7 separate regions of the Mus musculus genome follow, and regions 1, 3, 4, 5, 6 and 7 are each linked to region 2. The links are chromatin contacts, called in public HiCAR-type, HiChIP or PLAC-seq and promoter capture Hi-C maps. All regions are on one chromosome and are shown on one strand. The core of a region is the stretch at or near the end of the contact, and the rest is flanking DNA. Distances in the headings are between cores, read along the strand shown. Region 1 overlaps Hunk (hormonally upregulated Neu-associated kinase). Region 2 holds the start of Mis18a (MIS18 kinetochore protein A). Region 3 has its middle 47 kb from the start of Scaf4. Region 4 overlaps Hunk (hormonally upregulated Neu-associated kinase). Region 5 overlaps Synj1 (synaptojanin 1). Region 6 has its middle 25 kb from the start of Scaf4. Region 7 has its middle 34 kb from the start of Hunk.

Region 1 (2,700 bases), core at 110-2,609, 320 kb before region 2:
TTCATGGCAACATTGTATGAAGTTGACTTCTAGAATATGTGTCTTGGTATATTGCTAATGGTTTCTACCACGTTTCTCCCATATGGCAGTTACTGGCTATTTCCATATTAAAGATATTAGCTTTATCTTTATTGTGTTGTAGCTATTATCTTCTACTTAGTCACTTGGCTTTCTTTCTGATTCATTGATGACTTTTTGGCAAAGGTCCATCGAGGTTTTGCTTTGCTTTCTTTAGCCAACCAGTTGATACCTCTCTCTCTCTCTCTCCCTTCCTTCCTCTCTCTCTCTCTCTCTCTCTCTCTCTCTCTCTTTCTTTCTTTCTTTCTTTCTTTCTTTCTTTCTTTCTTTCTTTCCTTCTTTCCTTCCTTCCTTCCTTCCTTCCTTCCTTCCTTCCTTCCTTCCTTCCTTCCTTCCTTCCTTTCTTTTTTGTTTTCCGAGACAGGGTTTCTCTGTATAGCCCTGGCTGTCCTGAAACTCACTTTGTAGACCAGGCTGGCCTCGAACTCAGAAATCCGCCTGCCTCTGCCTCCCAAGTGCTGAGATCAAAGGTGTGCGCCACCACAGCCCGGCGATACTTTTCTTTAGTGTCCCCCTTGTTTTCAAGCTTACATAGAGAGAGAAGGAGTTGTTGGCTTTGCTTTATACATTGTCCGTGACTTGCCAGTTTCTTGTTTCCTGAAGAAGCCTTTTTGCTGGGGTAGGGAGGCACCTTTGACTATATTTTCTCACCTGTGGCATATTGGCGGGCTGCAGGCTTTGGGGGTTCACAGCTTCTGCCTCCCAACTTTCTGCTTCTGTGATTTTGGGTAAGGTATTGAAGCCCTTTTAAACTTCCGTTTCTCCATCTGTAGCACAGTCAAATCTACTTCATGAATATTCAGTGACAACCATGCACATATGTATATGTAAATGGAGTGTGTGTTGCTTAGCTTAGAGTGTGTGTGTGTGTGAAAGAGAGATTGTATGTGTGTGTGAGTGTTGTGTGTGTGTGTGAGAGAGAGCGAGAGAATGTGTGTGTATGAGTGTGTGTGTGTGTGTGTGTGTGTGAGTGAGTGAGTGTGATTGTGTGAGTGAGCATATTGCTTTTGGGAGCACTTAATTAGCTTAAAGCATATTCATCATTGTGTTGGAGAACACATGGCAGTTATTTATGCTTTTCATTTAGATCCTCAGACCTGTTCTTAAACTTAAAGGTATTTAGAGGTCAGATTCCTTGAGCTAGCAAGACAGAGACCGCCCACTAGGTTTATCTGGACGACGGAGTTGACCTCTGAGGATAGAGGCGAGGGGGTGAAGAGGATCATGGGACACCTCTGCAGCAGTTACCCCCCCCCCCCCCCAGGGCAGGAATGCCTCTGGACGTGCAGGGACACACATGTCTGCATTCCTCAGCTTCCACACCCCTCGTATCTGCCTGTGCCATGAGCCTCTTGGCAGCCTCCATTCTCTGCCTGGGGAAGGGGCTTCTCTGTCCCCTGGTTCTTACTTTCTGCTCTTTTTAGGCATCTGGTGTGTTGTGTGTGTGTGGGTAGGTGGTGTCCCTTACCTTTCTAGGATTCATGACACCACACCAGGGATGATCACTGAACCTTCCTGGCCTCACCTCTTAGTCACCTTTATGGCCCTTTTAACGGTAGAGACTTCTTTCCAACAAGTAATTAAGAATGAAATTTATAGAGACTTCTGCCCCAGTGACCAGAGTTTTAGGGTTGGGGCTGCGTCGTCGGATGTGATTTTGATTTGATGGCTCCCACTTTCCTCAACAGGCAGCTGGACATTTCCAGTGTGTGCTGCCTTTAGCTGACCCCTGCTTAGAAGCCCCTGGAGCTCTTGAGACCTCCGCTGACAGCAGGGTCCTGGATAGGAGAATGGGATCTTGTACTGGAGTTTCCTGGAGTTCTGTTTCCAATCCCACAATGCCCTCATCCTCCCCTCCCACAAGGCCATTTTGCTCTTGTACCTCTCTGGCTGCATGTGGCCGCCAGTTGTCCCAGGATGGAGACGGGATATTGTTTCCTGTTGCCTGTGGGACACGAACACGTCTTGAATTAAAGCTAATTTTGGAGTTTGAAGTATTAAATGTCAAATTTGAAAGAGAACATGTCTAAGACTTCTTTGTTGTAAAAAGGAAGGTTATCCAAGGCCTAGGGGAAGGGACGGGAAGAAAGAAGTGGGAAAAAGAAAAGAACTGGTTCCCTCGTCCCTGCACCATGACGCTCTGTCTGCACCCCTGGAAAAGGCACCCTTCTGATGAAGTCTGCTGTTTTAATATTTCTCTACCAAAAAGTCATTTACGATAAGGTAGCCTGAACTCTTTCCCCTTTTTGTTCTGTTTAAAATGACATCAAATCAGTTTGCTATAGTATTACTTAATACATAGAATGTATGGCTATGTATAAAATTAAGTATGGTTAAATAATTTTATTTTATTTATTTTTTAAGTGAAAAACCATTTGGCAGAGAGACTGAAGTGTCAGAGTGGTCAACACTGGGGAACTGTCCCAATTGTAATTGGACGAAAACAAGACACACAGCTATGGTGGTGAACTCCTTTCTGCTTTTGTAGTTGTGAGCATGCATGTGTGTCTCTCTGTGGATGTGTGTATGTGAATGCCTGTGTCTGCAGATGCCAGAAAGCAGCATCGTATCCCCTGGGGCTGACATTACAAGTGGGTGTGAGCTTTCTAGTATGGGTGCTAA
Region 2 (2,700 bases), core at 112-2,611:
TTCAATTACCATGAAAAGTTATATCTCAAGCAATCTCACAGAACGGTCGGTAGAAGATTTTTCCTTAAAATTAAAGTTTTCAGCCGGGCGTGGTGGCGCACGCCTTTAATCCCAGCACTCGGGAGGCAGAGGCAGGCTGATTTCTGAGTTCGAGGCCAGCCTGGTCTACAAAGTGAGTTCCAGGACAGGCAGGGCTATACAGAGAAACCCTGTCTCGAAAAACCAAAAATAAATAAATAAAATAAAATTTTCTCTCACATATTCACATAAATATCTTACTTACCAACCGTCTTCATCTCTGCACTTGGACAGTTTCGGTTCCTTATCCACAGAGACGTTACAGGAGACGCCTGGAAAGAGAGTCGCAACACTTTGTTAGTGTGGTTTGTTGTTACACACCTGCAGACAGGAACTTTTAACTCAACTTTAACTTGTATTTTAGAGGACTAGGGGAAAAAAAGAGCCCAAAGACTGGTGGGAAGTGGGGTACTCCCGTGGTTCAGCACTAAAGGGATGGGGGCCTTCTGGGAGAAGAGGTGGAACAAGGATTACTTCACATCCTTTTCTGAAAACCAGTGGGGTTAAGAGATAAACAAAATGACCCAGCGAAGAGCATTGGGACTCACCCAGTAAAGACATCGCCTACTCTGTGGCCATATACCATACACTTATTTAATCGTCCCCGTTATCCCATCATTATCCCTCGTTTTGGAGACGAGAAACTTGAGGCACAAGCAGTTGAACAGACTGCCCAAGGACACTAAGCTAAGTCCCCAAAGCAGCTGACAGAGTCCGTCAGATGTGAAAACACTCCCCTGAAGGAAGCACCTTCCTAAAACGTCAGGATGACGCTCAACCGCTGCCCTTGGGGGGCATGGAAGACCCAGGAAAAAACTTGTCACTCGTGAGCCACCCACAGGGACGCCTCTCCTGCGGTTTGCTGGGACAGCTCTCGTCCCCACCCCAGCCCCCGCAGCCCCAGGAAACCCCGACGCAGGAGGGCGGCCCGAACTGACTGCGCAACAGGATGCAGTTGGTGTCCTCCTGGCTGGCCACCCAGGTGAGCGAGTCGCCCAGTGGCCGGCGACAGCGGGCACAAAGGAACACCAGCGGGTTCTCCGCCGCGGCCGCCTTCTCCTCAGGCCGTTCCTTCTCTAGCCCTAACGCGTCTGCGCTCGACATGTTTGCCCACTTCTGCAGCCGCAGGTAGCGGCTCGAGTCTTCCGACAGACGCTTCTCCAGCAGGGGGGACTCGCTCGACATAGCCAGGCGGTTTTAACCACAAGCGGTCAAGGAACATCCCAGAGACCAGGAAGCAGCCATGACATACGAATTTGCCGCGCCCCGGAACCTCACGGGAATAATACCTCTGCGCATGCGCAAGGTGCAAGAGGCGGGGCACCGCCCGAAGGGGTGGGACCTGAAGAAGGGCCCGACTGCATCGAAGGCGCATGCTCGCCATCTGACCGGCGCGCGAGCCGCGCTCACTGCGCTTGCGTCCTGCGGTCTTCCTGAGCGAAAGCTGGTGAACTGGGGTGCTGGGGTGCTATCTGCGGGCATTTCAGCTCCTTCCGCCGCTGCTGAGAAAGTTGAAGGCTTCGAATTAAATGAGTAGCAGCTCACCTAGTTCCTCCACACTGTTAGCGGGCATGCCCGTGCTGGGTAAGCAGACCCATCTTCACGGAGCCGAAAGTGGACCCAGGAATTCCAAGCGGTGTACTGCAAGTCACATCTCTGATTCTAGCCCGTCTGCTCCCGGAGACCCGCTTTCCTACATCTAGAAAAAAACAGGGGTCTGTGGCGAGCCAAAGACGCCCCCTGCCTCAAGGACCCAGCGTTACTGAGACTAGCACTGCAAGGAAAAAATATGAGAAGCTGGAGGGGACAGCATCGCTGTGGCTACAGAGTGGGCGTGTGTCTGGGTCAGAGTATGGTTCACCCTACTCCAGGGCGGGAAGGACGGTCAGTCTAAAGAAAGTCAGCTTTTGATTTCAAAGACCACAGGCTAGAGGGAAGGCGCGCCACCACGAACAGCCTGGATGCATCAGTAAGAAACAACACGCAAAGACCACCATATCCCCCTCCCCCCCCCCCCCCCCCCCAGTCACACTACCCAGTTCGCTTCACTAAACTACATCACACTTACCACCTATTTTCGTATCTCTGGCCACTAGCAAAAAGTTTCAAATCCTAAGTCGTTGACCTGACCGAGGTGGTACCAGGCTGGAAACTAGAAAGGCTATTTTGCCTTCTCTGAATATGATTTTGACTTTCTGTTTTTTGAATCTTTTTTTTTTTTTTTTTGTCCAGGCTGCCCAGGAATTCATTATGTAGCTCACCCACAGTGATCCTCCTGCTTCAGCCTCCCACATGCTAGGATAACAGCCCAGCCCAGAGGCAAAGAAATGACTCCTTTTGGAACCTATTTCAACAAGTCCCTGAGGCGTATCGACCTTTAACCGCCAGGAATCCTGTGGTCCTGCTTGAGGTGTGCCAAGACGGAACGGAGCAAAGAATACCATAAACCAACAGACTTTGCAAATACACTGGAAGGTACACCAATAGGCAGATTACAGCAAAGCAGTGGGACCCTGCTGTAGACCCTGATGCTACCTGGCCATACTCTTAGCATTTTGGTTATAAGCTGGGGAATCTGTTTGTACACATTAAAGTATTTAACTAATAGTCAGAAGGATATGG
Region 3 (2,700 bases), core at 126-2,625, 400 kb before region 2:
GGAGCTAAGTGGTTCAGCTGCAAGCTGAAGCGGTAACAATTTCGACTCACACCCACCTCAGAATACAGGTTAATTAGCTGCTGTTTGCAGAAGCCTCAGGAGCAGGCAGCATGCCCCCCTCCCGGCCCCCCCTCAGATATTATTAGCCACTTAGCGACACCTTGAACGTGTTAAACCCTATTTCTGTACTTCTACCAGCCCTTGCTTCTTCAGACTTCTTTGAAATAGCAGTTCCTGCAGATTTCAGCACAAGCGTCTCGCTAGAGCCAAAGGAACCACAGTGCCCATCATGTGTGTGACTTGGTTCCAAACCAACCCCAGGGCTGCAGGACCATCTTCCAAACACACAAGCCACAGTCTTGTTGAAAGGTTGTTGCATCTTCTCTCTGTGAAATAGTCATAGATACCTTTTACATACATTGCTCATGTGTCCTTTTTTAAAATATACATATATGTAACACCATAGATCAGGTGATAGGTGGTCACAAGATATCAAGTACCATTTATCTTTGTGTGTGTGTGTGCCCACATGTATGCATGCATGCGTGCATATGAGTGGTGTACTTGTGGGTATATAGAAGCTAGAGAATGACACCTGGCAAAACCAGAACACTATACAGTCTTCAGAAAGACAGCTTGGGGCCTCTCTCCTGACACCTCTAGGCACATGCACTGTGTCCTTTAGCTATGGAGAGTGTCCCCAGTCACCTTCAATATGAGCTATTCCTGTTAGGCTCCTGTACTAAGGCTTATTTGGCAGGTGATGGGCCTTTGTGAAGTCACTGGACTCTGAGGGATGTGACCTAGTTAGCAAATGATCAATCTGCTGATGAATTTGTTAGGAAGTGGTAGAGACTGGGAGGCAGGGTCTGTCTAGAGGAGCTAGGTCACAGCAACATGTGGCTGAAGAGTATGATTGCGTCTGGTGCCTTCTCATCTCTCCCTTTGCTTTATAGGCACTGCAAGGTGGGCATGTTCGCTCTACCATGGCCTGAAATCACTGGAGCCAAACGCTGGATGAACCATGAAAGAAACCTCTGAAGCTGAGCTCCCTCCCAGCAGACTTGAGACAATTGGCCTCTGGCCATTGGTTTTCTTTTGCTTTAGAAGTAGCGAGTCCTCTTGGTTGGAGGGAGCCTCCTTAGTGTCGACAGAGCTATCTGGTTATTTTTGCTTTCTTCTCTCTGTCCTTCATGGTCTTCTTTCATTTGAGTGGATGGAAAACCTCCTAATGATATCTTAAAATGTTGTTTTCCTCTCACACACTCAGCAGTCTGTATTTCCCTAACACTCGTTCGAAGATCAGAATACATCTCGATAGTCATGGTAGGCATTAGTCAGTTATGGGTTGGACCTGCCCGGTAGACGTTTCTGTCATCATGGAACTGTTCTCTGTTTCCACTGTCTACAGAAGCCACAGGCATCCTTGTGTGCTTCAGATATGACTAGTGCCAACAAGAAACCACAGTTTAAGTTTTATACAAATTAAAAATTTAGATGGCTCCATGCAGCCTGCAGTTGCGGTACAGGGCAGTACAATTATGTGACACATAGGTACTGTCTGCTTTCTCCTCCAGTTCCTGGTTGCAATGTCACCCAGGTCCACTCCTTCCCTGTCTCTAAGCTCCTTAATACCAAGGAAGTAAGCACTCAGCTCTGTGCCCTCTGGTTTCTGCGACTCTCAGACTCCTTTGCAGGTCGAGTGGGAGGGAGGGCTGGGCAAAGCTTGTAGAAACGTCAGCTACCCAGGTGAGAAAATTCCGGTTGCTTTGCATTCTCTTTATTGACACAATAGGGTTACCTGGTTCAGAGGAGGGCAACAGCTAAATCTTAAAATGAGACACCAGAGTCACAGGTGGATCACATTTCTATTTCATTTTAACGTGTGTTTAAACTAATATAAGCCATTAGAGTGGCGCCTACTTGAAAACAACATATTATCAACATTTTAGAAGAAAGCTTGTGGGAATGGTAAATACACAACCAGAAAATAATCCAAAGAACGAGCTCTGCATTTGCACAGAGGAGGGCAGCGAGCGCTGTTCTCAAGCCTCCAGCGGAGGCTCCATCTCTTTGGGATGGAATAAGCTGACCAGGACTCGGGATGAAGGGGAAGATTGGGAAAGGTGGTTTACACAATGGTGTCCCTGAGAGAACACTGGGATAGGGTGTTTCTCAGGCAGTGAAACACTTATTCTGTGAGCAGTCTTCAAAGTCAAGTTAGAAGTCCTGCGAAGAGGAGCTGCCTAGAGACAACAGTGCAGAGATGCCATGCATTGGGGAGGATCCAGGGTGGCCCAGTGGCATTGACGGTAAGGTAGAGGGTCTGCTTCAGAGTGGGTCAGATAGAGACTATGTAAGGGACAATTCTCCAGCTTGAAGGAAAGTCAAGAAGCCTGCTGATTTGGTTCCCAAGGGTCTCTCCTGGCTTCCTGGAATCTTATCGCCGTGCCTTCACACCAGAGAGAGAACTACGGTTCCTTCCTCCTCTTATAAGAATTGAGGATCCCACCCCCTGACCTTATGAAAGCTTCGACATGAATCTGGCCTGCTCACACCTTTGGGTCCCAGGGTTGCAGCATTCAGGACTGAAATAAATTTCTGTTAAGCCACCTGCTCTGATACATTGTGACAGTAGCCATAGCAGGCAGATGCTACCATTATTGTGATGTATCCATTAACCTTCCACACGGATGTCTA
Region 4 (2,700 bases), core at 133-2,632, 310 kb before region 2:
GCGAATGGGGATCGAGAACGCAATATTTTAGCTACGGCGTTTATGGATTTCCCTCAGAGGCCAAGTGTGGGGAATGCCCAGAGAGATTGCATGGCCTCCACAAAACGTGTATCAATAGTACTTCATCTTCCTGTCAGAGGCCCCAGTTTCCTGAGTCCTACTATGTGCACACTCAGGTTGACTTGGCAGTCTTTTATCATGGCTTACAAAGGCAACAATCTTCTTAAGGAAGAAGGCAGGCTCTGGGGAAGAATTACAAGCCCCACGCAGGCACCCATGTCTGCAGTCCAGCCTTGGCCCTGCTAGCTCTGTTTTTTTTTTCCCCCAGTCCAACAGGATCTAGTTTCTTCTTTCCCACCAGCAGGGTGTGTTTCCAGGGTGATTTGCCCAATAAATTAGAACCGCAGTGGAGTGTGTACAAAGTAACCCCGGGAAAGTAGCTTCCGAACTCTACGGGGTGGGCGTGGGAGGGCTTCCCAGCCCTGCAGTGGCTGATTATTCTTTTTCCCTCTTAAAATAGAGTCAAGGCTTTTGCTTCTGCCCAGTGCCAGGTATGGCAGCTGTCGGGGAGGTTGGTTCTAATGAGCTCTGTGGTTTCTTCTAGGGGAAGGACATTTTTTTTCCCCACTCATTTTTAATACTGGAAGGGAAGACACTTATCCCCCTCATTTACAAAGAGATGAATTTTAGCTTGCAGCCACAGTGGGGGGTTGGGGTGGGGGAAGGCCAGCAGGGAGACAGGGGGTCAGGAGCAGTTGTGTTCAGCTACATAAACAGCAGCAATTAGTGGGTCCCTGTAAAAGGCAGCCATGCGCGTTTGCTGTCTGGCATCTCTTTCTCTGGGAATCCGAGCAGCGCTGAAATTAATTACGAAGGTGGCAAAGGGATATTTTCTGCTTCCTGTTAAATAATTCTCATCCACACAGGGGCACGTTCCAGTCGGATGCGTGTACACACAGGTTCTGGGGAAAGAAGGCATGAAGCCAATTGATTTTCAAAACTTCCCACTGGGTCATGTTATTCAAGCCAGTTTTCAGTCACTTTCTATGGAATTCTGGCTGGGGCTGGAGAGGCAGAGCCCCAAGGCCATTGTCATTTTTCCTTTTCTGGCTTCTTTAGGGGTGTGGGAGAACTTCTCTTTTGCTGATTTCCTGCGGCAGGTCACCCAGATTCTACTGTGTGTAATGAAGTTTACAAGGGCACCGCTATCAACTCCTTAGTTTGCTTAGGGTTCATAAGAAGCCTGGGATGGGCCGGGTAAACAGCCCTGGCCTTTGCTTTCTCATGGTCCAGGCCTTTGCTTTAAGTCTAGACGCAGAGGCTTGGTTTCTCCCGAGGCCTGCCGTCATCCTGCAGATGGCTGTCTCCTTGCGTGTCCTTACATGGCCTCCCTTTGACTGTCCTGACAGGGATGGCAATGTGGTAAAGAGACATCAGTGCCCCTCCTCTCGGTGAGCAGGAGATTTCCACAATGGTTTCCTCCACGCTGGCGTCTCTCCAGGACTCTTAGGCTGAGGAAAAGAAAAATCTGCAAGACTGTGCCAGCCAGAGGGGAAGCTTGCCGCCCAGAAAGAGACTTCTCGCATCTGACTGTGTATCAGACCCCATGAAGGAGAGACCCCGAGCTGAGTCAGGGATGGCCCAGGGATGGGTGGGACACCTCTGGACCAGGACAGCTTTGCATGTCTCTTGAGTTGTATTTAAACCCAGCCCTCTTTCAGGACCTCCCGGACGGGCATGGAGTTCACTTGGAACTCTTTATTTCTTAACTCTTTATTTCTTCCCCTGTCTAATGTGGTCAAATCGAGTCAATCTCTTTCCTGTGTTCATTATGGTTCATTGGCCTATCGAGGATGCTGGGCTAGCTTGTTAGGGCTACCAGGACCCAGGCTGGGACCTTAACTGTAACATTACTTGTGCCCATGACCGGTGTCTCTCTCTTATGAACTCATTAGCGTTCTTGGATTGAAGATCTACTCTTTTAACCTTGAGTTCCCTTCTCCCGAATGTAGTCACACCGGAGACTCAGCCCATACATTACTCAATCTAAATAAGTTCGAGTTTTCAGAATTTTCTCCCTTTAACCAAGTGCACTTGGATTCATTCATTCATTCATTCATTCATTCACTTGAGTGCCTTCTGTGTGTGGCAGGATACTAAGAATGTGGCAGGAAAGGAAGGGACCTTCTCTCCTAGGCTTGCGTGGCTCTCTCAGAGCCTGTCTGCAGTGAGTGCCAATGGCTTGCAGAGGTGTTAAGTGCCTTGGAGGTGGGAAGATAGGACAGAGGTAGGGGTTCTGAGCCCACAGGCGGCCTTGCTAAGAGGGAACATTTGCTCCAAGTCTCCTGAGGTTTGGGAGTCAAGGCCCCTGGAGCAGTGTTCCTGTGTAGCCTGAGGAAAAGCAGGAGTCAGTCAGTATGGCAGCTGGGGGAGGCAGGACAGATAGGAGTGGTTGAGGTGGGGCTGTGCAGGCAACATTAGGGCATTGGCTCTTCTTGGAGAAGTGGGGAGTCTGCATTCAGGTGTATTCACATGGACCCGGTGCTCTTGAGAAGGTAGCAGGTGACTCAGATAAATCTGGGGCATAGAAAGACTACTTGGCTGAGATCCACCCACCTACCTATCCCTCCACCCATCCATCCATCTATTTACCCATCCACTGTCCATCCATCCATCTGCCCATCCATCCATCTACCCATC
Region 5 (2,700 bases), core at 200-2,699, 270 kb after region 2:
GAGTCAAATCAGTTGTTGGTGGGTTACTTCTGCAAGCCCTGTGCCACCATTACCTTAGCATATCTTACAGGCTGGACACTGTTGTGAATAAAGGTTTTGTAGCTGGCTTGGTATTTACATTACCCTTGATAATGTGCAGAATACCTTTCTGTATCAAGGATGCTGGAACATAGGGATGAAGTCTCTGTGGGCACCAGCTCAGTATCTCCATGTTTGATATAGGTGACCTCTCCAAACACCAGTGTATTATATTAGGTATTCTGTCCAACTAGTAGAAGAACTTTCTTGCTGGAGTTACAGAATTCTGCCCATCTAAGGAGTCTGTCTTCTTGTTGATAGCCTGTTTTACTCACTCGTTTATCCTGGACACAGAAGCTGAATAAACTGGTAAATGCTGCAAGCCACTGCTTGACCACACGGTTTAGCATGGCAGTGGGGCAGTCTTTACTGACCTTCCTCTCACTTCCTTTGCTCTAAGCTGAGGCAAACTTGCTAATGAGCTCAAGCCAGGCAATAATTTCCCTAGAGCAGGCTACTATGGTTAGTCTACTGATAAAAAAATAAAATAAAATAAAAGACAACAACAACAAAAATCCCGGATGTTTAAAGGCAGAACCTTCCTAGCACTTAGCAGATCCACATTTAAGATACAACAAAGAACCAAGGAACATAAACCACATCTGGTATTTCAAAGAATTTCAAATAGCACATTCTGAAGTGTGAAATTCAAACTTAGCCACTGCCCTCCGTTCCCTGTCCCACCTCTCCCCAGCTCGAGGAGGCTTGCTAGGTCACAGGATTCCCTGTCCTCATCACACTTAGCCTTCTCCCTCCCCTCTGTCCACACCACAACCACAGAACCCTTGGCAGGGCTCCTGTATGCTGCTCTAGGAAAGCAAGTAAGCAGATTGCTCTGACCTCCCATTTCCTGTCTATCTTCTCTGCAGACACAGGCTCTTCTCAATCTACATCTTATCCAAGATTCCTTGCCAATTCCTTGGATTCCAGACTCTTATCTTAAAGCTCTTCCCCAGAGTTCCACATAGTATCTCACTTCCCCATCTGCCTCTCTCCACCCTGTCTACTCAAGCTTCTCCTCCGCGGCTCACTTTGGCCAGCCGGGGACTTATGGTCAGTTAGCTGGCAGCACAGGCTAAAGCTAAATGACTCAACTAACACCATCACATTCTCTAATATGTTCATTATTAAGTGTGGGCCTTTCTGTAACCAGTATGAAACTAGAGTGGGGAAGACTTTTAGCATGCTAGGGGAATCGTGTCTTCTTTCACATATCTAGCCGTCCTAGCATTATATTGTTCTATGTGTTTATGGTCAATTCAAATTTAAAATTTACAACAAAAACTGAATTGTTTTCTAAAGGAAACTACAGCTGCCTTTCTTAAGTGCTGCACTTCCTCATTCAGCGTACCATGGGTGGGGCTGGGAGTGGGTCTCAATTTTTCATGGCAGAAAATGCGGTTTCCAGGTCAGACTGCTCTACGGAGTCCCTCAGGCTACATGCTGTGTGAATTTAAAATATTATTGCTGTCATTGGAATGAAGGAATTACTGATGTATTAGTGTCAGCAGCAATTAGGTTAAATTAGCAGTTAGCAAAAAATCACCATTAGGTTCAATGACCACAGCCAGCAAGAGTTAAAAAGAAAATGTAACTTAATATTAAGTAATTCTCTCCCCATATGAATAGTCTCTGTAACCTAAATTATCATGAAATAAATATTCTCTCCTCATAACTATTTTCTTCTCAATTGCACAACAAATAAACACTGTCTCTCAGGCCCAGTGACCATCCTTCTATTGCACCGTCATCTAGCTTAAACATGTAAGCATACACCAAGCCACTTAATTATTTGTATTTCAGAGTTATCTTCTGAGTTCTCTCTCTCTCTGACTAAAGCAGATGAGGTTACATTTTTTTTTTATTATTGTTTTTTTTTCTTTCTTTTTTTTTAAGATTTATTTATTATTATATGTAAGTACACTGTAGCTGTCTTCAGACACACCAGAAGAGGGAGTCAGATCTTGTTACGGATGGTTGTAAGCCACCATGTGGTTGCTGGGATTTGAACTCTGGACCTTCGGAAGAACAGTCAGGTGCTCTTACCCACTGAGCCATCTCACCAGCCCGAGGTTACATTTTTACTGCCATGAGTTTCTATTACCAGCAATTTAGAAATGGTCTTACAGCTACAGTATTAGTTCATCATCTCTGCGATGATTATGGCACTAACACAAGGCCAGGTGTTTATGTGCACTATTTAATTTTCACAGTACCCTAAGGACAAAGCTACACCTTCCATTTGACCTGAGGAAATTGGCTTAAGTCAGTTACTAATTGTCTAAGTCTAAGGAGCCAGCATTAGAGGGAACCTCTTTTCTGGGCACAGTGACTAATACTTTAATCCCAGCATTGGAGATGCAGAGGCAGGTGAACCTGGTCCCAGGGGTACAGTGTGGGACCCTGGAAGAGCTACCTACTTCCTGCTCTTGAACTTAGGGTAGGTTCCATTGCTACATGTTCAATGGTACTGAAAAATGTAGAGTATAAGCAACAAAGGAAATAATAATGAATGTTATTACTCCCTGAATATGCGTATAGACTAGAAGTTCCACAAGGAAAGGGGTGTTTATCTAGTCTCAAAGTCCTCAGAACAATCAGGAGGGAGAACAAAAGCCTGCA
Region 6 (2,700 bases), core at 175-2,674, 420 kb before region 2:
ACAGCTTTTCTTCATCCTTCAGGTGCCTTTTGGGGCATCCTTGGAGCTCAGATCTGATCACACAACTAACTCAGCATCCAGTTACAGAGTCTTTAGGGGGCCCCACTGCCAGCCCAGCCCCGAACTCTGTGAATTCCTAACCTCTCAGGTATACCCTCTGCTGTCTCTTCTCTCTCCATTTACCAAGAAAAAGAGTAAGTGTTAAACGTCAAAGCACCTGATTTCTTCCACTCAACGCTGCTTTCTTGAAAAATATAGGATTTGCTGCCATTTTCTTTTCTTTTTTTTTTTTTTTTCCCTCGCCCCCCCCCCCCCCCACTCCTCTACCCACCGACTGCCACTTTTGGGCCCTGGCATTCCCCTGTACTGGGGCATATAAACTTTGCATGTCCAATGGGCCTCTCTTTCCAGTGATGGCTGACTAGGCCAACTTTTGATACATATGCAGCTAGAGTCAAGAGCTCCAGGATACTGGTTAGTTCATAATGTTGTTCCACCTATAGGGTTGCAGATCCCTTTAGCTCCTTGGGTACTTTCTCTAGCTCCTCCATTGGGGGCCCTGTGATCTATCCAATAGCTGACTGTGAGCATCCACTTCTATGTTTGCTAGGCCCCGGCATAGTCTCACAAGAGACAGCTATATCAGGGTCCTTTCTTGCTGCCATTTTCTGAGTCACAGGTTGTAGGCAAGACCTCACAGATTATAAAAACCAAATGGAGTGTAGACTCGGACCCAGAACTTTATTTTTGAAATCTGCATCTACTTTTTTTAAAAAAAGTATTTGAAGAGTAATTTCTTTTTTTAAAAAAAATTATTTATTTTTATCTTATGTACATTGGTAATTTGACTACATGTATGTCTGTGAGGGGTCGGCTCCCCTAGAACAGGAGTTAAAGACAGTTGAGAGCTGCCATGGGGGGCTGGGAATTGAACCCAGGTCTTCTGGTAGAGCAGCCAGTGCTCTTAACTGCTGAGCCATCTCTCCAGCCCCAAAGAGTAATTTCTTAAATAACAACAAAGGAATTCCAAATTTACTTGGAGATGACCATATTTATCTTGTTACATTAAATATTTCAACCCTGTGCACTGGTGAGCTGTCTTGTATTAACATCATGTAGAGAAGACGAAGAGCCAGTTTCACTGGTAACTGAGAACCAAAAATGTAGTCTTTCTAAGCGGTTTAACCTACTAACTGTGTCTATAGATGGCTGTTTTCTTAGAAAGTATATTCCTTCTCTTTTTGCTGAGGTCTGGTCTGTTGCTATGTATTGTAATGCTAAATTCTGTATTCCAAGGTCTAGTTGCCTCAAGAGGAGTGAATTCTCCAGTATGGCAGCTTTTGTTGTGCAAACCTCGTTCCTTCTTTTAAACTGGTGTTTGAATAAAGATGCCTACAACTTGTAGCTAGGTGGAAGAGAGGTGGGCGGGGCTTCAGTTCCAGAGCTTGGAGTCTGAGTCAGAGACAAAGAGGGAGAGAGGAAGAAGACAGAACAAGGCACCATGGGGTAGGTAGATTGTGAATACATGCCCCCCCCCCCCCCAAGACTGGCCTGATGGAGTAGGAGTGGCTCAGATGGAACATGGCAAGTGATATCTTGGGATTACTGACAGAGAAGTAGGCAAAACAGCATAGGGGGTTGATATCTGCCCAGTTTTGCTACTTTAAGGCTTATTATAAACATAAAGGTTTGGGTCTTTTATTTGGGAACTAGATGATTAAAGGTGGGGTAGAAACCCCCCAAATAATATTTACTGCAATATTTCCATTCCTGAGATGGTATTGCATACACTCGGGCAAGTCAAGGATAATGGCTTGCTAAGAGTTAAGGGAACTAGGAGTAAGTACATTTCTTCCATTTGTGATGCAAGTGATGTAATCCTACAGCCTTTAGCCATGGACCATCTGAGGAAGACTGAGCAAAGGGGAAGGTTGACAGGTGAGCAACTAGGCAGACACCTCAGGAACATAAGCCGTGTTAACCCTGACAGTGACCAGGAAGGATACGACTTAGAGCCAAGTCTTCCATTCAGAAAACCACAGCGCACTAACATTTAAAACTGGGGTCATTTAGGCTTTCCAGCGTTTATTGGGAGTATTCAGGTTGACCTATAGTCAACCAATAGTAAGTCTGAAACCGCAGAGCCCTGCAGCACCTTCAAGACTCTCAGTGTTTACTCCGTGGCTTGGCTCCTCCTTTCTAACCGCGTTTGGGATCCAGCTTATGTCCACTGGGTACACACTGAATTGCTGTCTCTTTGCCAGTGTCCCTCGACATACCAGAGGGGAAAGGGCTGGGTGAGGTTGGGTTTATTTCTGTTCATCCGCTCACTCCCAGGCCCATCCTAGTGACCACACAGGAAGCCAGATGTTAAGTGGTTCTCACACAGAGGCCTTACGATTTTATACATAAGTGAATTTATTTCTAAGGTTTTTCTATTTCAGGGAAATATGTTTTTGGAGAGTATCCCTTAATTTAATGGTACATTCTTTTATGAAGTTTTATCTCATATCTTTTAAAAAGAAGAAAGGCAGGCTGGAGAGGTGGCTCAGCAGTTAAAGAGCACTGACTGCTTTTCTGGAGGTCCTGAGTTCAATTCCCAGGAACCACATGGTGGCTCACAACCATCCATAATGGGATCTGATGCCCCCTTCTGGTGTGTGTGAAGATAGCTACAGTTTACTTGTGTACATAAAATAA
Region 7 (2,700 bases), core at 142-2,641, 370 kb before region 2:
AATTGTATTTCCCTGGCCTCAACGTTTATTTTTATACCCATTGTTTTGGTTATTTTTATTTTGCCACATGCAAATTGGAAGGAATAAGTATTCTGTTATTGCTCAAAAATATAACTTGATTATCTAGACTCTCTAACAATTCTGTATAACTGTGAGGGCTTGGGTCCTCCCGCCCCTAAATACTTCAATAGGGCTTGTGCGTAAATTGCTTCATGCCCAACTCTTCTTTCTTTCTCAGACTATGCTACGACACTCGGTAAGGTTTCTTAGCTGATCTCACAGATGCCAACCCAGAAATCCCTTCCTCAGGAGGCTAAGCAACTGCTCAGCACCCCATTTGTGTTGAGTTTGGAGCCATTAAGCCGTTCAGATACTCAGGGTCGACCCTTTCTCCCAGAGCTGGCTGAGTACATCGTTAAAAGACAGCAGCATGGCTCTGTCGTACATTTGTTCCGGCCCAGAGGCCACACTTCTGAGCACAGTGTCTTAGAGAGCTGGTGAGTCAGTGCTCAACTGAGGAGCTGAAATTGGACCAGCTGGGGTTTGGAGGCTCGGCTGAAAAGCAGGCATGGAACTCAAGCTTAGCTTTCGAGCAACTTTCCCCCTTTCCGGGTGTGGGTGTATTTTTAGTACTTTTGTAGCTAAACATATATGTGTGTATACATATATATATATATTCTTGGAATATTATATATACTATGTATGCTAAGGATGACACACACACACACACACACACACACATATATATGATATATATATAGAGATACATCCCAGGAATGGTTTCAGTTGCATGTAACAGATTTATTTTTCTTTACACAGTAAAAAAAAAAAGTCCAAAGGTAGGTAGGTGGTGTCTAGAATTAATTCAGTCACTCAAATATTTCAGGACTGCCATCCTTATACTTATATTGTATTATGTATTATGTATTGTTCACCATCTCAAGATGGCTTCACCACTCGAAATATTACACACATGTTCCTAACAGAGAGGGCGAAAGAGGCATCCCAGAGCTAACACACAGAGGACATCGTTTCTGGACTCCTGGGCATGTCCCATTATGTTTCAGTAGATAGAATAGTGGTCCGTGGCTACCTGTAGTTGGGAAATATCTGAGACCCCAGGGAGCTGGTTGTCACGACTGGATTCAAATCGATCTTGATCCTCTTCCGCGAGGTGGTGTGCATAACCTTCTGTGATGCTGTTGGAACCGTGTTGTCAAGAACTGAAGGGAAGCAGAATGTCAGAGCACTGTCACCAGGACACACATTCCCATGTGGTGCCATGTGTCTCCTAATGTGCCTTCTGCCTCCTGTCTCATCCCTGATACTGTTAGAGTCTCAGAAGTGATCCCATCTTCTGCATTTCTCTGTTGGGCCTGGATAGCGATTTGGCACAGTCGTACTCAGTAAGAATGGAAGGATTCACCAGCAGACTAGCATATGCCAGGAGGCACTGCAAGGGAGGGCTGGGAAGTTGATTAAAGTCTAGTGGGGTTCAGATGGAAAAGTCAGGCTGAGGCATTTGGGCCAGCTGCGCTCAGTCACCGACAGGATTGCAGGCTCTGTGTTTTTGAGGCCCCGAGTTTACACTTCACGATGTGGCTCCTAATGACATCTTTTGAATGCTGAAAGCACTTTCTTTTCTTGCCCTTTAGGGGGTGGGGGAAACATGTTTCAAAAAGAATCTCATCAATGATCCAATCAAAGAAATGTCATTCATGAGAAGATAAGCAGCAGAAGAAATCCCCCAATGCTGCATTTGGGCAGATTTCAACAGCTCATTTATATTTTAGAATGGGAATGTAAATTAAAAGGCTAAACACTTGAAAGCCCAAAAATATTCCTGGTTTGACATTAAAGTCAGGGAATTGATCACATTTTCGGAACATAGCTAGTAAAAAGTGCTAATTTATGGCTAAGTAATTAAACAGGGAGACAGATGGAGAACCAAATGAGTTTTCCTCACATCCCAATTTGCATACTGTTCCTGATGGTGCCTGTTCTTACTTCTGTGGACCGTGCCCTCCAGCACTGAAGTACATGCAGCGATATGTAAGTCACTTTTGCAGCCATGCACTTGGAGAAGGTAAGCGGGAGACCCGTAGATCCACAGACTTAGCACAAATCTTCAGTCAGAGGGTCTCTCAGTCGGGGGGTCTCTCAGTCAGGAGGGTCTCTCAGTTAGGGGGGTCTCTCTCTTGTTTCCTCAGCTGCTCAACATGTTGATTTCCTTTATAGGAGCAGCAGGCAACGTCAGATAACGAAAATCCCTCTTCTCCACTGTACTGGCTAGTTTTGTGCGTCAACTTGACACAGGCTAGAGTTATCACAGAGAAAGGAGCTTCAGTTGGGGAAATGTCTCCATGAGATCCAGCTGTGGGGCATCTTCTTTGTTGGCGGTCAAGAGGGGGAGGGCCTCTTGTCGGTGGTGGCATCCCTGGGCTGGTAGTCTTGGGTTCTATAAGAGAGCAGGCTGAGTAAGGCAGGGGAAGCAAGCCAGTAAGTAGCATCCCTCCATGGCCTATCAGCTACTGCTTCCTGACCTGCTTGAGTTCTAGTCCTGACTTCCTTTGGTGATGAACAGATATGTGGAAGTATAAGCTAAATAAACCCTTTCTTCTCCAACTTGCTTCTTAGTTGTGATGTTTTGTGCAGGAATAGAAACCCTGACTAAGACATCTACTAAGTGATGGAAAGTGC

What was found. Promoter capture Hi-C pulls out the DNA fragments that hold promoters and counts their contacts. HiCAR-type assays count read pairs that join an accessible place to other places. HiChIP or PLAC-seq counts read pairs in DNA pulled down with a chosen protein or histone mark.
Region 1: a contact with region 2 is called in a promoter capture Hi-C map of frontonasal cranial neural crest. The contact joins the enhancer-like site here to the promoter of Mis18a in region 2. A contact is called at or near these places in 8 of 39 promoter capture datasets (the 3T3-L1 cell line, the C10 cell line, cranial neural crest and 4 more), 3 of 484 Hi-C or Micro-C datasets (bone marrow-derived macrophages, cortical neurons and embryonic fibroblasts), 15 of 115 datasets of contacts at active chromatin or transcription factors (craniofacial prominence, embryonic basal ganglia, embryonic forebrain and 11 more) and 3 of 9 other capture datasets (adipose tissue, liver and pancreatic islet).
Region 3: a promoter capture Hi-C map of 3T3-L1-derived adipocytes shows a contact between it and region 2, with 7 times the contacts expected there. The contact joins the enhancer-like site here to the promoter of Mis18a in region 2. A contact is called at or near these places in 25 of 39 promoter capture datasets (the 3T3-L1 cell line, 3T3-L1-derived adipocytes, the C10 cell line and 13 more), 5 of 15 datasets of contacts at CTCF or cohesin (the NIH/3T3 cell line, embryonic stem cells, hippocampal excitatory neurons and 2 more), 72 of 484 Hi-C or Micro-C datasets (the AML12 cell line, the C2C12 cell line, the C3H10T1/2 cell line and 42 more), 15 of 115 datasets of contacts at active chromatin or transcription factors (VIP interneurons, acute myeloid leukemia, astrocytes and 10 more) and 6 of 9 other capture datasets (adipose tissue, embryonic stem cells, embryonic tail and 3 more).
Region 4: a HiCAR-type map of astrocytes shows a contact between it and region 2, with 3 times the contacts expected there. The contact joins the enhancer-like site here to the promoter of Mis18a in region 2. A contact is called at or near these places in 9 of 39 promoter capture datasets (cranial neural crest, embryonic stem cells, frontonasal cranial neural crest and 5 more), 5 of 484 Hi-C or Micro-C datasets (the N1E-115 cell line, cerebellar granule neurons, cerebral cortex and 2 more), 11 of 115 datasets of contacts at active chromatin or transcription factors (SST interneurons, astrocytes, embryonic basal ganglia and 8 more) and 1 of 9 other capture datasets (adipose tissue).
Region 5: a promoter capture Hi-C map of liver shows a contact between it and region 2, with 2.1 times the contacts expected there. The contact joins the enhancer-like site here to the promoter of Mis18a in region 2. A contact is called at or near these places in 6 of 39 promoter capture datasets (cranial neural crest, embryonic stem cells, fetal liver and 3 more), 1 of 484 Hi-C or Micro-C datasets (embryonic stem cells), 1 of 115 datasets of contacts at active chromatin or transcription factors (extraembryonic endoderm stem cells) and 1 of 9 other capture datasets (adipose tissue).
Region 6: a contact with region 2 is called in a HiCAR-type map of embryonic stem cells, with 3 times the contacts expected there. The contact joins the enhancer-like site here to the promoter of Mis18a in region 2. A contact is called at or near these places in 15 of 39 promoter capture datasets (the 3T3-L1 cell line, 3T3-L1-derived adipocytes, the HPC-7 cell line and 9 more), 6 of 15 datasets of contacts at CTCF or cohesin (the NIH/3T3 cell line, embryonic stem cells, hippocampal excitatory neurons and 2 more), 81 of 484 Hi-C or Micro-C datasets (the AML12 cell line, the Ba/F3 cell line, the C2C12 cell line and 47 more), 20 of 115 datasets of contacts at active chromatin or transcription factors (SST interneurons, VIP interneurons, acute myeloid leukemia and 13 more) and 4 of 9 other capture datasets (adipose tissue, embryonic stem cells, liver and 1 more).
Region 7: an H3K4me3 HiChIP or PLAC-seq map of embryonic forebrain shows a contact between it and region 2, with 5 times the contacts expected there. The contact joins the enhancer-like site here to the promoter of Mis18a in region 2. A contact is called at or near these places in 11 of 39 promoter capture datasets (the 3T3-L1 cell line, cranial neural crest, frontonasal cranial neural crest and 7 more), 1 of 15 datasets of contacts at CTCF or cohesin (pro-B cells), 4 of 484 Hi-C or Micro-C datasets (cerebral cortex, cortical neurons and embryonic stem cells), 13 of 115 datasets of contacts at active chromatin or transcription factors (craniofacial prominence, embryonic basal ganglia, embryonic forebrain and 10 more) and 2 of 9 other capture datasets (adipose tissue and embryonic stem cells).

What each region holds. Positions count from the first base shown.
Region 1 is chr16:90,404,457-90,407,156 of GRCm38.p6, forward strand. All of the region lies in intron 1 of Hunk (hormonally upregulated Neu-associated kinase), which reads left to right. Among named protein-coding and RNA genes, the nearest start is that of Hunk, 19 kb to the left of the region's middle. Within about 2 kb of position 1,360, at least 33 of the 459 cell types and tissues checked have an H3K27ac peak or open chromatin away from gene starts, as enhancers often do. A contact at or near this core is called in embryonic stem cells and trophoblast stem cells, where this site is marked.
Region 2 is chr16:90,726,010-90,728,709 of GRCm38.p6, forward strand. Mis18a (MIS18 kinetochore protein A) reads right to left here and starts at 1,362. Exons shown (of 5, transcript NM_025642.1): 1 at 1,017-1,362; 2 at 284-350. The coding sequence starts at 1,263. Gm17518 (a long non-coding RNA gene) reads left to right here and starts at 1,411. Exons shown (of 2, transcript XR_876238.3): 1 at 1,411-1,662; 2 at 2,311-2,700.
Region 3 is chr16:90,329,801-90,332,500 of GRCm38.p6, forward strand. No RefSeq gene overlaps it. Among named protein-coding and RNA genes, the nearest start is that of Scaf4, 47 kb to the left of the region's middle. Within about 2 kb of position 1,376, at least 8 of the 459 cell types and tissues checked have an H3K27ac peak or open chromatin away from gene starts, as enhancers often do. A contact at or near this core is called in pancreatic islet, where this site is marked.
Region 4 is chr16:90,420,924-90,423,623 of GRCm38.p6, forward strand. All of the region lies in intron 1 of Hunk (hormonally upregulated Neu-associated kinase), which reads left to right. Among named protein-coding and RNA genes, the nearest start is that of Hunk, 36 kb to the left of the region's middle. Within about 2 kb of position 1,383, at least 84 of the 459 cell types and tissues checked have an H3K27ac peak or open chromatin away from gene starts, as enhancers often do. A contact at or near this core is called in the N1E-115 cell line, SST interneurons, astrocytes and 6 more, where this site is marked.
Region 5 is chr16:90,994,267-90,996,966 of GRCm38.p6, forward strand. The region is part of intron 2 of Synj1 (synaptojanin 1); the gene reads right to left. Among named protein-coding and RNA genes, the nearest start is that of 4930404I05Rik, 16 kb to the right of the region's middle. Within about 2 kb of position 1,450, at least 149 of the 459 cell types and tissues checked have an H3K27ac peak or open chromatin away from gene starts, as enhancers often do. A contact at or near this core is called in adipose tissue, extraembryonic endoderm stem cells, fetal liver and 1 more, where this site is marked.
Region 6 is chr16:90,308,632-90,311,331 of GRCm38.p6, forward strand. No RefSeq gene overlaps it. Among named protein-coding and RNA genes, the nearest start is that of Scaf4, 25 kb to the left of the region's middle. Within about 2 kb of position 1,425, at least 16 of the 459 cell types and tissues checked have an H3K27ac peak or open chromatin away from gene starts, as enhancers often do. A contact at or near this core is called in embryonic stem cells, epiblast stem cells and stem cell-derived epiblast-like cells, where this site is marked.
Region 7 is chr16:90,351,415-90,354,114 of GRCm38.p6, forward strand. No RefSeq gene overlaps it. Among named protein-coding and RNA genes, the nearest start is that of Hunk, 34 kb to the right of the region's middle. Within about 2 kb of position 1,392, at least 17 of the 459 cell types and tissues checked have an H3K27ac peak or open chromatin away from gene starts, as enhancers often do. A contact at or near this core is called in cortical neurons, embryonic forebrain, forebrain and 1 more, where this site is marked.